Regions from separate parts of the Ovis aries genome. Here regions 1 and 2 are each linked to region 3. Evidence: chromatin contacts called from public Hi-C data. All regions are on one chromosome and are shown on one strand. The core of a region is the stretch at or near the end of the contact, and the rest is flanking DNA. Distances in the headings are between cores, read along the strand shown.

Region 1 (4,049 bases), core at 1,099-3,598, 420 kb before region 3:
GCAAGAGGTGCAGCAGTAGCTTCTGAGAGGTAGAACATCACCTTGACGTCCGCAGAACATCTGTGAAGAGACCCTGATGTGAGCTGGAGGGTTTGTTCTTTTAAAGATCCCCTCTAGAAACCTCTTTGGGTATATATGATCAGAATATGAGAATCTGGAGGGCTGAAAGAGTTGCTAGTTTAAATGCTTTCTTTAAAACATTGCAACTTGGGAATTCCCTGGTGGTCCAGTGGTTAGGACTCTGCACTGTCACTGCTGTGGTCCAGGGTCCACTCCCTAGCTGGGAAACTAAGATCCTACAAGCTACGCGGTGCAGCCAGAAATAAATAAGAAAACTAGAAATGGATATAACTAACTCCTCTTGCTTTTCTCTCTCATATAAATGCCTCCTGAAGTGGGGGATATGTAAATATCTTATAATAGTACCATTCAGAGACAGTGACAAGAAAGGAAAACTCCTATGGTCCCTGTTTTATATACACAGAAGGATTCTTTGCAGCCACTCAGAAGTTTCCATCATTAAAACTTCAAGATTTTTTTCTTTAGGGAGAAACCTTGAAAAGTAATTTTTCCTCCATTCATTTTTCCCTCCGACAAGTGAGTGAGAAATGAGTCAGAGAGTATCTCATCAGCCTTCTTGCATTTTAGTCTTTTGACCAAGTAGTTCTCCTTTGCAAAATTTACTCTAAATCCGTACTTACAAAAGTGTTTGTAAAGGTTTATGTGCTTTTGTACAAGGATGCTTATCATAGTTACCTTTGTAATAGCAAACATTTGAAATAGCCATGATGTTGGGCAGTAGACTAATTAATCAAATGAGTGATACATCCCCATAACAGATCACTTTGTTGCTATTAAACATTTTGCTCCTGAAGAACATTTAACCACACAAAAAGGTTCACTGTGGAGAAAGAATTGGGATGGGAAATTTGTATTTTTGCTTGGTTCTGAGTGTGATTTAAAATAAAACGTGCATGCACGGCCCTACAAAGAAGATTGAAAATAAACTAGAATATTCTGTATATGGTAGATTTCATCTTTCTTTGTATACATTATGTGTCTTTTTCAAACTTTCTCCTTGGTGATAATGCATATTGCTTCAGCAGTCCAAAAACGTTATAACAGGATTTGCTGTGTTTGATTTTTTTGTCTTTGTTTTCCTATATTCTACAGAGAGGAGCAATAGTGAGTGAGCCAGCTATTCAGGTGAGGAGGAAAGGCAAGAGCACCCAAGTGTGGACCATTGAGAAGCTGGAGAATAAATTAATTGATATGAGAGACCTTTATCAAGAATGGAAGGAAAAGATTCCTGAGGTAAAAGGGACAGAATGTCAAGGAGTTTGGTTGCATTAAAAGGACAGAATATGAGTGACTTAACCATCAGAACTGGAGAAGGAAATGGCAACCCACTCCACTGTTGTTGTCTGGGGAATTTCACAGATGGGGGAACCTGGTGGGCTACAGTCCATGGGGTCACAAAGAGTCGGACACGACTGAGCGACTAACACACAATCATCAGAACACACACATGCACATCACTGAGTATCTGTAGTGATGCTGGGGACATTTATATTAGAAATGTAAAGTGAAAGTCAGGTGGATGGGTCATAAAATATGTGATCCTCACACAGATAGGAACTACGTGAAGAGAACACCTAGCACCTTCTGTATCTTTGGTACATTTCAAGTGAAATGAAGTGGGAAAAGTGAATTTGTGCTGTTTTGTCGGTGGTGTTAAAAACCAGCTTAGATGGGCCAGCATGGGTTTTGTGTTCATTAGCATATGCTCATGCTCTCCTAGCGGTATTCATGGCTGGGTGCACGCTAAGAATAATTTTAGAGAGCATGGTCCATTGTTCGGACGTTAGCAATGGAGAAAAGGACTCAACGAAGGAAGTGAACCAAAGCTCAGGGAGTAGGACCATGCAGGTAGGGTGTGCCAGGGAAGAGGGGGAGGGTTGGGGTGAGGTGTGTGGTAGGTGGGGCTATAACTGATAGAAAGGCTTTCCACGCCTTTTCATCAGTTATCGCCCTAACAAGCACCTCCCGTGCTAGTTTTGTTTTATTTGTATGACATGATTCTGATTTTACTTTTAATCAATATGGATAAATGCTTTCTTTTTGAAACATTTTAAAATAGCTGGTTTTAAATAGTATTAGGTTGATGTTTTCTTTCCCTACTCACCCCCTCCCCCCAATCCCCCAACCTGTCCTGCCACTCAGGCAAAGCGACTCTGCGGGAAACGAGGTGACCCTTTCTATGAAGCCCAAGAGAATCACAACCTGATTGGCGTTGCGAACGTGTTCCTGGAGTGTCTCTTCTGTGATGTGAAGCTTCAGTATGCAGTTCCTATCATCAGCCAGCAGGGGGAGGTAAGGACAAGCCAGGCTGGGAGAAAATGACCATGGCCCAAGTGTGGTTTTTGTTGTTTTAACTCGATTTAAGTTATGTTCTTGGTTTAGATCCAGAAACTAGGGTGAAGCCTCAGGATCATGTTCTTTTTTCCCTACTAATATCAATAGGAACTATCAACATTAATTCATGGCTTTAAAAGATTATTAGAATATGTTTTTTGTTTGTGGTTCACAAGGATTTTCTTTGTTTTAATCAAGTTAGAAATCTTTTGGAGACCAGATTCGGCTCTGTGCCCACATTGGCTTCTCTTTTAAGCTCTTACCTTCGTAATACCATTTAGCTCCTTCCTGGCCCCTAAGTGGTCCTTACAAGATATAAAAGTGAAAGTGAAAGTCGCTTAGTCATGTCCAGCTCTCTGTGACCCCATGGACTGTATAGCCTGCCAGGCTGCTCTGTCCATGGAATTCTCCAGGCTAGAATACTGGAGTGGGTAGCTGTTCCCTTCTCCAGGGGATCTTCCCAACCCAGAGATTGAACCCAGGTCTCCCACATTGCAGGCAGATTCTTTACCATCTGAGCCACAAGGGAAGCCCTTATAAGATATAACTTGAGGGGAATATTTTGAAATCTGAAATATTCAAAGCAAACAAGCTGAACCATTCCATTGTTACTACCTCTTTAAAAAAAAATACCTCTCATATTTCAGTTATTTCATTATATTGGCCTTATGTCAGCCTGAAACATTTTAGAAAATGTTCAAGTTCAAACATTTTTTTTATTACCCAGTTCATTAATGAATGTCTTCATTTTAAATTTAGTAGCATCAATATTTCATGATGCTACTAAATTTAAAAGTAATTTGCTCTTTAATAACATGCAAACTTGGAAATACTAAGTTGTTTTTCATGCTTCTTTTTCTTTTTAAGTTACATTTTTATTTTACTTTAAAAATTTATTTTTAATTGGAGGATAATTGTACAATGTTGTGTTGGTTTATGCCATACATCGACATGAATCAGCAGCCGTAGGTATACATATGTCCCCTCCCTCCTGAACCTTCCTCCCACCCCTTCCCACCCCTCTAAGTTGTCACAGAGCACCAGTTTGAGCTCTCTGCATCATACAGCAAATTCCCACTAATTATGTAGTTTACATATGGTTCGTGGTTCTTAGAGCAGGCTGAGGATAGGGCTCCACTCTGCCTGAAGTGAACCCAGAAAATAAACCCTAGGTTCCCAGCTGTGATGTGTAAATACATGTCTCATATTCCCACATGTGTAACCCCCCTGTGAACACTATGGTGTGGGAGACCAGTGAGCTAAGTTGCTTTTTCCCATGTTAAAAGTGGGCACAACTCCAATGGCAAAGAGACCTAGTAGCTGAGTCCCTAGTCAGGGTTACTTAAGCTAGGGTCCATGGTGGGCTTTGCGTGTTCCATTGATACCCCTAAAATTTTACTAAAAATGTATTAGGTTCTCAAAAAACATTAGGAGTAAAAAGCTTAAGAAGTACCATCTTCTAACTGATTTCTCATATTTCCTTTCTTCCTTTTCTCATACTCCTTCCTCCACATTTGTCTCACTTGTCAAATACCATCAACTAATATCTCACAGGTCCTGGGTGCCAGGGCCGGTTGCTCTGCAGAAGGTGATCTGAGCTGTCTTTGAGAATGAGCCTCACTGTTTAAGATGAC
Region 2 (4,538 bases), core at 865-3,364, 260 kb before region 3:
AAATGGTTGCTGAAAAAGCCTTCTATATGTTGCCATTTGGAGTTCCAAGAGCAAAAGTTTGGTTTACCAGCTTATCACTCCACCCTGAAACCTATTAGTATATAAAAATAAGAGTAGAAAAGCTTATGGAAAGAAGTCTCCTACACAAAAGTGAAATCTATAGATCTCAATCTATGAGCTGTGGAGCATAATAATTGATGAGTATTTGACAGTTAAAAAGATGATTGGATAGATATACGGAAAACCTGGGGGGCTCCCCAGGTGGCACTAGGGGGTAAAGAACGCACCTGCCAATGAAGGAGACATGGGAACCTGGGTCTCCTGCATCACAGGAGGGTTTATTACTGTCTGTACCACCAGGGAAGACTGAGCTTTACTTCTGAAAAAGATCCTGAGGAGGCTGCAAAGGAAGAGCAGGCTGCTGCTGAGAAAGGCTGTGACCTAGGGAGAATTTCGGGGTGAACCGACTGCTCCAGCTCCTGGGCTGATGGCTACTCAGCCTGAGGACACAGACTGGTCTCGAGGTGCACAGGTGCCCGGTGTAGACACAGACCAGCAGTTCCCTGCTGAGGACTGGAGCGCTCATCTGGCCACTGGAGTCTCATCCGCAGCTTCCACCCCTCAGGACCCTGAATGAGGAAGAGCCACCTCCGAGTGGGGCGTAAGCTGTTCTCCTACAGACTCTTAAACAGAGAGAGGAAATAAGGATGAGAGGAAAGAAACCGTGAAAAAAATGCCAAGAAAAAAAAAAAAAGACCCTGGACAGGAAACATTAATCATAGTTACTACTCAGCCCATCAGCAAATAATATTTACAGAGTCATAATAATATCAATACAGTTATTTTAACCAGAACTTGTGATGTATTTACTATGAGAGAATGGGAAATAGAGGAAGTGGGGGAAGGGATGTCAGCTCAGGGCTGATCTCATTAAGTAAGTCAGTCATTGACATCTCAAACTGGGACTTCTGTTCTGTCATTCTGAGTCATGGGATGAGCGTGCGACCCGAGCTCAGCAAGTTGGATGGGCTCACCTGGGACTTGGAAACTTGAACCAAGTGATCCAGGGATGGCACAAATGTAATGCCAGCAGAGATCCCTGATAAGACTTCTGATTAGACCTGCATGTCTTCCTTTAAGTTTAGAGACTGATGTTCTTCTAGTAAATTCCTCTTACATGTTAAGTTAGCACAGGCTGGTTTATGATCCTTTAACGAAAGAAACTTAATTGGATTCAGCCATTAAAGAGTCATCGCTGGCTTTACCCGAGTAGTTCTTTGGGATGAAGGGCAAAAGGCTGATTGAAGGTGTGGAAGGAGACATGGTACTTGGATTCTAATCTTCCAGGAGTTTATTTTGGAAGAGGAGGCATTAGGAAAGTAGCTAATAATTGTAAGCCATGTTTGAATTCATGAAGGAAATGGCAACCCACTCCAGGATTCTTGCCTGGAGAATTCCATGGGCAGAGGAGCCTGGTGGGCTACAGTCCATGGGGTCATAAACAGTCAGACATGACTGAGTGACTAACATTTTCACTTTTTCTATGTTAGGGTAACTGAGGAGTTCCTAAAAATTGGGCAGCCATGGAGCTGTTGTTTTAGAATTGATTTCTTTAATCTTTAGTGATATTTAGTTTATCAACATATTTCAACTATTCTTCTTAGTAATATTGACAAACCCACTGCCTGATGACAAATTGCTTTTGTCTGATCTGATATGCTGGTGGAAAATAATTTGAAAAAAGTATATAACCACTATCAGAAGTTTCACCTGAAAAGATGTCCCATGCACCCAATAAAAGATTAAATATTAACATAATTTGATTTCTTTTAGAAATGTACATAAAACAAGGTATCTTTTCCTTCTCTAGCCAGACTTGCAGCAAGTCACTATATGATACTTTTCTGCCCTCCAGTGGTTGTCAAACAGCATTAAGAAATTTATCATCTGCTTTATAATATTGTTTAAGAATACATTCTCTTCGTAACAGAATTTTAGGAATTCAAAGTGATTTATAAATGTGTCAGCATCCATAGAGGCACACGATATTCTTGAAAATGGGCAGACTCATAAAGCAACATTGATCTCAGTGTAAACTGACTTCAGACAACCAGTAGGTGGAGGAATTTCCAAAGCTAAGAACCACCACACTCTTGAAACCCGATTTCAGAACCTGAGATCTTAAAAATCATCCCTCCAATTTTGTCCATTTATACGGACAGAGACCAAGAACTGTTGACTAGCTCTGAGTCATGTATACACGTACACTGTTGTTGAGTTGCTAAGTCGTGTGCAACTCTTGCGGCCCCATGGACTGTAGCCTGCCAGGCTCTTCTGTCCATGAGATTCTACAGGCAAGAAAACTGGAGTGGGTTCCCATTTCCTTCTCCAGGTTATCTTCCTGAGCCAAGGATTGAACCCATGTCTCCTGCTTGACAGGCATATTCTTTACCATTGTGCCACCTGGGAAGCCCAGACATATACATAGTGCCCAGGAAATTCCAGTAAAAAGAAAGACTATTTTAGGTTAGGATTAGATTTTACTTGTGAAATATGAGAATTGGGGGTGAGGTGAAAGCTTTTTAGGTATGAATGGTTTGATCCTTGGGTCGGGAAGATTCCCACTGAGAAGGGGAATCCTTCTCCAAGTCATGCCCACTACCCACTCCAGTGATCATGCCTTGAGAATTCCATGGATAGAGGTTACAGTCTGTGGGGTTGCAAAGAGTCAGACATGACTGAATGACTTTCACTTTCAACTTTCAAGCTTGAGATAAAAAGCTGAAAATAAGTAGGGTGACTATGATGTAAGGGAGGAAAGAAGCCAGAAAGAGAGAGCCCCGGTGAGATGTTGGAAAGTGTAGGATATACAGAAGGGTCAAGACAGGGGGCTGAGTTTGGCTTTCGTACAGTCAGCAATGGAACACTGTTATGAAACACAAAGAAAAATATTTATAAACTATTGAGTGTTGATACATCATGATGTACATGAAAACCACTGATTTGCCTCTGTCTGCACGACTGAGTGACTTCACTTTCACTTTTCACTTTCATGCATGGGAGAAGGAAATGGCAACCCACTCCAGCGTTCTTGCCTGGAGAATCCCAGGGACAGCGGAGCCTGGTGGGCTGCCGTCTATGGGGCAGCACAGAGTCAGACACGACTAAAGCGAATTAGCAGCAGCAGTAGCTGCTGCTGCTCCTTTATTTATTAACACTGGAAGCAACCAACCCAAGGGGAAAAATCATGGAAGCTTTTGACCACCAGATCAATTTAGCCCTCATCTCACTAACTCAGATTCTTCCCTTGAAATTTCCCCCTTGACCTTGCGTACCTCCTGCCAAACTTCTTCCTGAGTTCCCTCCACAGCACCATTATTACTTTTTTTACATGGTTTTTCTTATCTTCATGATAAAGTGAGATTCCCCCTGAAGGCTAATTTGGAGTGATAACATGTACGACATTAACGTGATATCTGCTTCATCTAATGCCAACTCTGTTCTTGGCCCCCATCATTCTTTTTAAAGAATGAAAAATTCCATAATTCTGCTGACTTCTTCTCCATTTTTTCCCTTATCAGAGAGTTTTGTTGATCTTCTAAATTCAATATCCTGGCTCATTTGACTCTCATTTGCTAACCATGATAATATACGTGCTTTTTATATAGTAGGCTGCCCCACCTCCATTCTGTCAGCTTTGTGCATAAATAGGCCATATCATATTTTTACCTATCAGACTGGGAACATCACTAAGATTGATGGTACCCAGTGTTGATGAGATATGGAAAAACAGATTCACTCATAGTTTGTGGAAGTGTAAGATTGCACAACTTTTTAAAAGGGCAATTTGGCAGTATTCATTAACATTAAAGAAAACTAGACTAGTGACTCATTAATCCCCCTTTTAGAAATCTACCTTATAGAAATATAAGCACTAGGGTACAAAGATGCAAGTCAAGCATATTTCCTGTAGGATTATTTATAATATTAAAACAATAAAAAAATGAGCTAGTCATCAAAATTAAAAGATTAGAAAGCAGAATGATAGTATAACTTGTCAACAAATCCAATAACTAGTTTTCAGAAAGGAAAAACAATACATAAAATTCTGGCAATGCTAATTAAGAAAAAAGAAGAAATTACAACTAAAACATTATTAAAAGGTATACATTTTAAATATGTCTTTAAAATTATTGGATGTTTAGTAATCACTAAGAACTATGAGTAATTTAATAATCAAGTGCTCATGTTTAGTCTGATAAATTCAAACAATAATAAGAATAGAAAGAGTGAAGATTTTTTTTCCTCTAACCCCATACTCCAAAGATAGCCTTTCTATATTTTTCTCTGTTATAATGATGATGAAAATAATATTGACTAAAACATCTATAATTTCTACTATGTGGTATACATATATTTAACTTATATGCAGAGTACATCATGAGAAACACTGGACTGGAGGAAGCACAAGCTGGAATCAAGATTGCCAGGAGAAATATCAATAACCGCAGGTATGCAGATGACACCAACCTTATGGC
Region 3 (4,624 bases), core at 757-3,256:
ATCTGACAAGAGAAATGGTTTAATAATACCCACCACATTTGAAATATAGGACATGTAATTTAGAGGATAGAAGCCCAAAATCTTTCCTTTTAATTCATATTAGTGCAAATATTTTAGGGCTTAAAGACAAATACACGGCCACTGGAGAAACTTAGCCTGTTCACAAAAACAAATTACAGTCATCCATTTTCAGGGCTCTAAAATATTGGCTGCTGCTGCTACTGCTGCTAAGTCGCTTCAGTCGTGTCTGACTCTGTGCAACCCCACCAGGCTCCCCCGCCCCTGGGATTCTCCAGGCAAGAACACTGGAGTGGGTTGCCATTTCCTTCTCCAAAGCATGAAAGTGAAAAGTGAAAATGAAGTCGCTCAGTCGTGTCCGACCTCAGCGACCCCATGGACTGCAGCCTTTCAGGCTCCTCCATCCATGGGATTTTCCAGGCAAGAGTATTGGAGAGGAGTGCCATTGCCTTCTCTGAAAATATTGGCTAGGCTGAAAAAATTCCAAATTTATAGATGATTCTAAGTGAAGATGTTCTTCTCTCACTGGCTGGTATTTTACAATACATGTCATCGTGTTCAGCCTTGTAGGATTTATGCCATTAGGAGTCATATCTTCAGATAAAAGCTGGATCAAGGAAAGGGGATAGTTGGAAGAGTATTTGTCGGTGAATGATTCACAGAACATGAGTTCATTTCTTCTGAGTTTCAATCTGTTTCAATAAAGACCTTGACCAAGGGCTTGGAGATCTGCCCCTGCTTGTACATACTTCAAAAGGGCAAAGTACTCTATGTCACGAGGGTTAGGTGAGACTGGCCAGCTGAGAAATATTCTGGGATTCAACCACTAATTCAATGTAGAGTAATCAGTCACTCACTCATTCAACAAGTTTTTAACAAGTAATCAATCATTCATTCACTCATTCAACAAGTTTTATTGCCTTCCAATTGCTTGCAAGGCACCCGTGTTGGCCCTAAAGATTCAGCAGTGACAAAACAGACACAAGTCTTCTCCCATATGGGTCTTACACTGTAGCTAGGGAGAGAGGAGTAATAAAATGTGTGTGTGTGTGTGTGTATGTGCACATACATGAGTGCACGTGTGTGCATAAACCGCCCCAGAATAAAGCTCGGTGCGGGCTAGAGAATTATGGGAGTGGCTAAACTGTAGTTTCATCCAGGGAAAAGCTCATTGGCTGTCCCACCTGGAGCGGGGGGAAGAGTGACCAATCAGCTGTCTCGGGGAGGAGCCTTCCAGGCAGAGGGAGCAAAATGTACAAAGATTCTGCGGTGGGATGAACGTAGAGGGACTAGCATGATTGGAGGGAATGAAGGGAAGATCCAAGAGAACAGGATGGTGAGGTGGGGGCTGGAGTCTGTTCTTACATGGCCTTGTAGACCTCTATTTTGGCTTTTACTTGGTTATGAGATGAGGACTTTGTAATGTTGAGTAGCAAAGTGATAATAAGATCTCTCCTATTTTAGAATTGTCAATCTGGCTGCTGTCTTCAGAGTCGACTGAAGGGAGAGGGGGCAGAAGCAGGGAGATGAATTAGAGGGCTATGACAACAATTCAGGTGAGAGATGGCTTTGGCTCCGACAGGGATTTAGTGTAGGTGGTGAAAAGTGATCAGACTCTGGATATAGTTTGAAAGAAGAGCTGACAGGATCTGCTAAAGGACCAGGTAGAAAACGTGAGAGAAAGAGAGAAGTCATGGATGCTGTCAGGTTTTGTTTGGGGAGGAGTGGAGAAGGGAATGGCTTTGAGAGGGAGAGAGCTCTATTTGGAACGTGTTGAGATGCTGATGGCACAGCCAAATGAAGCCTAGACTTAAGGAAGATATAAATTTGGCGATCCTCTGCATGTAGCTGGTATTTAAAGCCATCAGACAGAGTGAATGCTATTAAGGTGAGTATTGTAAAGTAATAATAATAAGCAGAAACAACAATTAAGTAGAGTTGGGAAACCTGGAGGAGGAGCTCTCTCACCCTGGGACATGCTTGACCGAGCAGGAAGAAAAAGACTCCTTTCCTGGCAAGGACTCAGCCAAAAGCTATGGACTCTTTGTTTACTACAACCCTGCCGACTTTCTTTTCCTCTTATAAAAGTCTTCCATTGCTCCGGGGCAGGGTGGTGTGGGGGCTTGCATGTGGCCTGCCATGGTTGCACACCCCAAATTTAAATTCTCTGTTGATCCCAACTTAACCCATTTTTGCTGGAGAGTCTGGTAGTCTGTTTGTTTCAGGTCAAAAGTGTGTAGCTAGAAAAGAGGACCAGTACAAAGTAAATGTTCTGAGCTCTCTAGTGGAAAAGATCCGGGGCATAAGAAAGTCAAGGAACCAAATGAAGAAGTGAAGGATGTAGGAAGGATCTTCCACAAGGACATTGAAATCATCAAGAATTAAGAGATGTGTTGGAGAATGTAATAGTGACCCAGAAGCTAAAATATTCATGAGACAGACCATCCAAAGTTTTGATTATTATACAATCAAGTAGAAGGGCTGAAAAATGCTATAAACTCCAATAGATTGTTAGTCTACAGTGGAGGTGCATATTGACTTCTATTAACTATCCTTTGGTGCCATCTGCTGGACACAGACCAAAGCAAATCACTACAGAAGGATGAACCTTTTAAAGAAAGTCCTTGTGATTAAGAAAATTTCACAGAAAATAAAAAAGTTCTTAGTGTACTGAGAGTAATTAGATAGTCACTTTGCAATTTCACCAAGCTTTGTTTCTTAAATGTCTAAGGAAAAAATAGAGACAAGGGGATGAGGGAAAAAAAGAAGTGGAAATGAGAAGGATTGTTTAATTAGTCTATGATCTGTCTTTTGGAAAATATCCACTTTAGAAATTGGGACTTATACTATCCAGTTTTGAAAGTCTCATGTGTACATGTGCTTTCCCCTCCCCAAGAGGTTAAATTTTCATAATCAGGTCCCCCATCTTACATATTGCTAGTGACATGCCTAGCCTACCACTGTATTTAGGACAGGGCCCGGCAAAGAGCAGATGCTTAATATTCAAAGACTGGAGTAAGAAGAAACAACAGTAAAGATATTTTAAACAGACTCACGGATAAGGAAAACAGGCCTAGTGGTTACCAATGGGGAGAAGGAATGAGGGAGGGGCAAGAAAGGGGTATGGGATTAAGAGATACAAACAACTCTATGTGAAATAGATAAGCAACAGGCATATATTGTAGCACAGGGAAATACAGCCATTATTTTGTAGTAACTTTAAATGGAGTAGAATCTATAAAAACAGTGAATCACTATTTTGGATACCTGAAAATAACATAGTACTGTAAGTGAACTATACTTCAGTTAAGACAAGAGTGAAGCCCGTTGTACAACAATATGAATATACTTATTACCAAATTGTGCACTAAAACATGTTAAGATGGTGCATGTTATGTGATTTTCAACGCACAAATTTAAAACTATAAAATAATCTTATTTATTATTTTTTAAAAGATTTTTTAAAATGTAGACCACTTTTAAAGTCTTTATGGAATTTGTTACAGTATTGCTTCTGTGTTATGTTTTGGTTTCTTTGCCCTGAGGTGTGTGGGATCTTCTTAGCTCCCTGGCTAGGGATCCCATACTTCCTGAGTTGGAAGACGAAGTCTTAACCATTGGACCACCAGGGAAGCCCCATCCTTGTAGTGATGGAAATAGCCTGGATCTTGATTGAATTGATGTTAATATCCTGGTTGTGGTATTGTATTATAGCACAGTTTTGTAGGATGTTACCCCTGGGAAAGTAGATAAAGGGCACATTGTATTTCGCTGTATTGTTTCTTACAATTGCAAAATAATAAGTTCAATTAAAAAAGACTATCTAATAGAATGATTTGACATTGACAATAAATTGCCTCAAGACCAGAGCATGAATAAATTAGATGTTGCTTTGTTGTAGACAGGGTTGCACTAGAGAAGTTCCTCTTTCTAGCACCTAATTGGCAGGCCCCTAGCACCTGAAGTCAAGGACTAAGGTCCAAGTGAATTTCTCTACATCAGCTGCAGCTGGTAATTGCTTGTTTGTTTGTTTGTTTTTTCTGTGTGGATTTCCCTCATTCAAGTTGTACAGATTTCAACATGTCTAGAAGGACAGAGGGATAAATGGTCCTTTCTTGGAGAATTAAACAAAATAAATGGTTCCAAGTATTCTGGACTAATCAGCAATTGCTCATTGCCATAATATTCCTCTGGAAATTGAACTTTCCTGCATTGGTAAAAATGAAAATGTTCATTTTATAGAATTTATGAGATGAAATTTAAGACTATTAAGCTGGCATTTTGGTGTTGACTGTAAAATTGTTTGCAATAACTTACTGACAAATTGAAAATAACCAAAACCTCTAACAAACAGGCATTGGTTAAATGTATGATAGCATATTTCAACTTTTAAAAAATTGCTAACTCCTTAAGCGGTTTAAAAATATATTTTTATAATTTTGAATGGCACATGAGGAAAAAAAAACCCTCATTTTAAATTTAAAATATGAAACATATTTTAGGGTCAATAGATTAAGGATTATGTCAGAAAATTTCTTAAAAATACAATAGATGAATCATGTGTGGAGATTATTAGTTAGTAAAAATAGTTAGGGAGTCTTAAACA

What was found. Hi-C and Micro-C count contacts between places; a contact is called where the count stands out from the background.
Region 1: a Hi-C map of liver shows a contact between it and region 3, with 9 times the contacts expected there. The contact joins two enhancer-like sites. A contact is called at or near these places in 8 of 16 Hi-C or Micro-C datasets (blood, hypothalamus, liver and 4 more).
Region 2: a Hi-C map of liver shows a contact between it and region 3, with 7 times the contacts expected there. The contact joins two enhancer-like sites. A contact is called at or near these places in 11 of 16 Hi-C or Micro-C datasets (blood, hypothalamus, liver and 5 more).

Annotation. Positions count from the first base shown.
Region 1 is chr20:38,946,028-38,950,076 of ARS-UI_Ramb_v3.0, forward strand. KIF13A (kinesin family member 13A) reads left to right here. Exons shown (of 40, transcript XM_060403490.1): 19 at 1,174-1,314; 20 at 2,224-2,373. Among named protein-coding and RNA genes, the nearest start is that of NUP153, 67 kb to the right of the region's middle. Within about 2 kb of position 2,349, at least 1 of the 54 cell types and tissues checked has an H3K27ac peak or open chromatin away from gene starts, as enhancers often do. A contact at or near this core is called in liver, where this site is marked.
Region 2 is chr20:39,107,382-39,111,919 of ARS-UI_Ramb_v3.0, forward strand. No RefSeq gene overlaps it. Among named protein-coding and RNA genes, the nearest start is that of FAM8A1, 14 kb to the left of the region's middle. Within about 2 kb of position 2,115, at least 3 of the 54 cell types and tissues checked have an H3K27ac peak or open chromatin away from gene starts, as enhancers often do. A contact at or near this core is called in liver, where this site is marked.
Region 3 is chr20:39,370,030-39,374,653 of ARS-UI_Ramb_v3.0, forward strand. All of the region lies in intron 3 of LOC105603846 (a long non-coding RNA gene), which reads left to right. Among named protein-coding and RNA genes, the nearest start is that of STMND1, 35 kb to the right of the region's middle. Within about 2 kb of position 2,007, at least 3 of the 54 cell types and tissues checked have an H3K27ac peak or open chromatin away from gene starts, as enhancers often do. A contact at or near this core is called in liver, where this site is marked.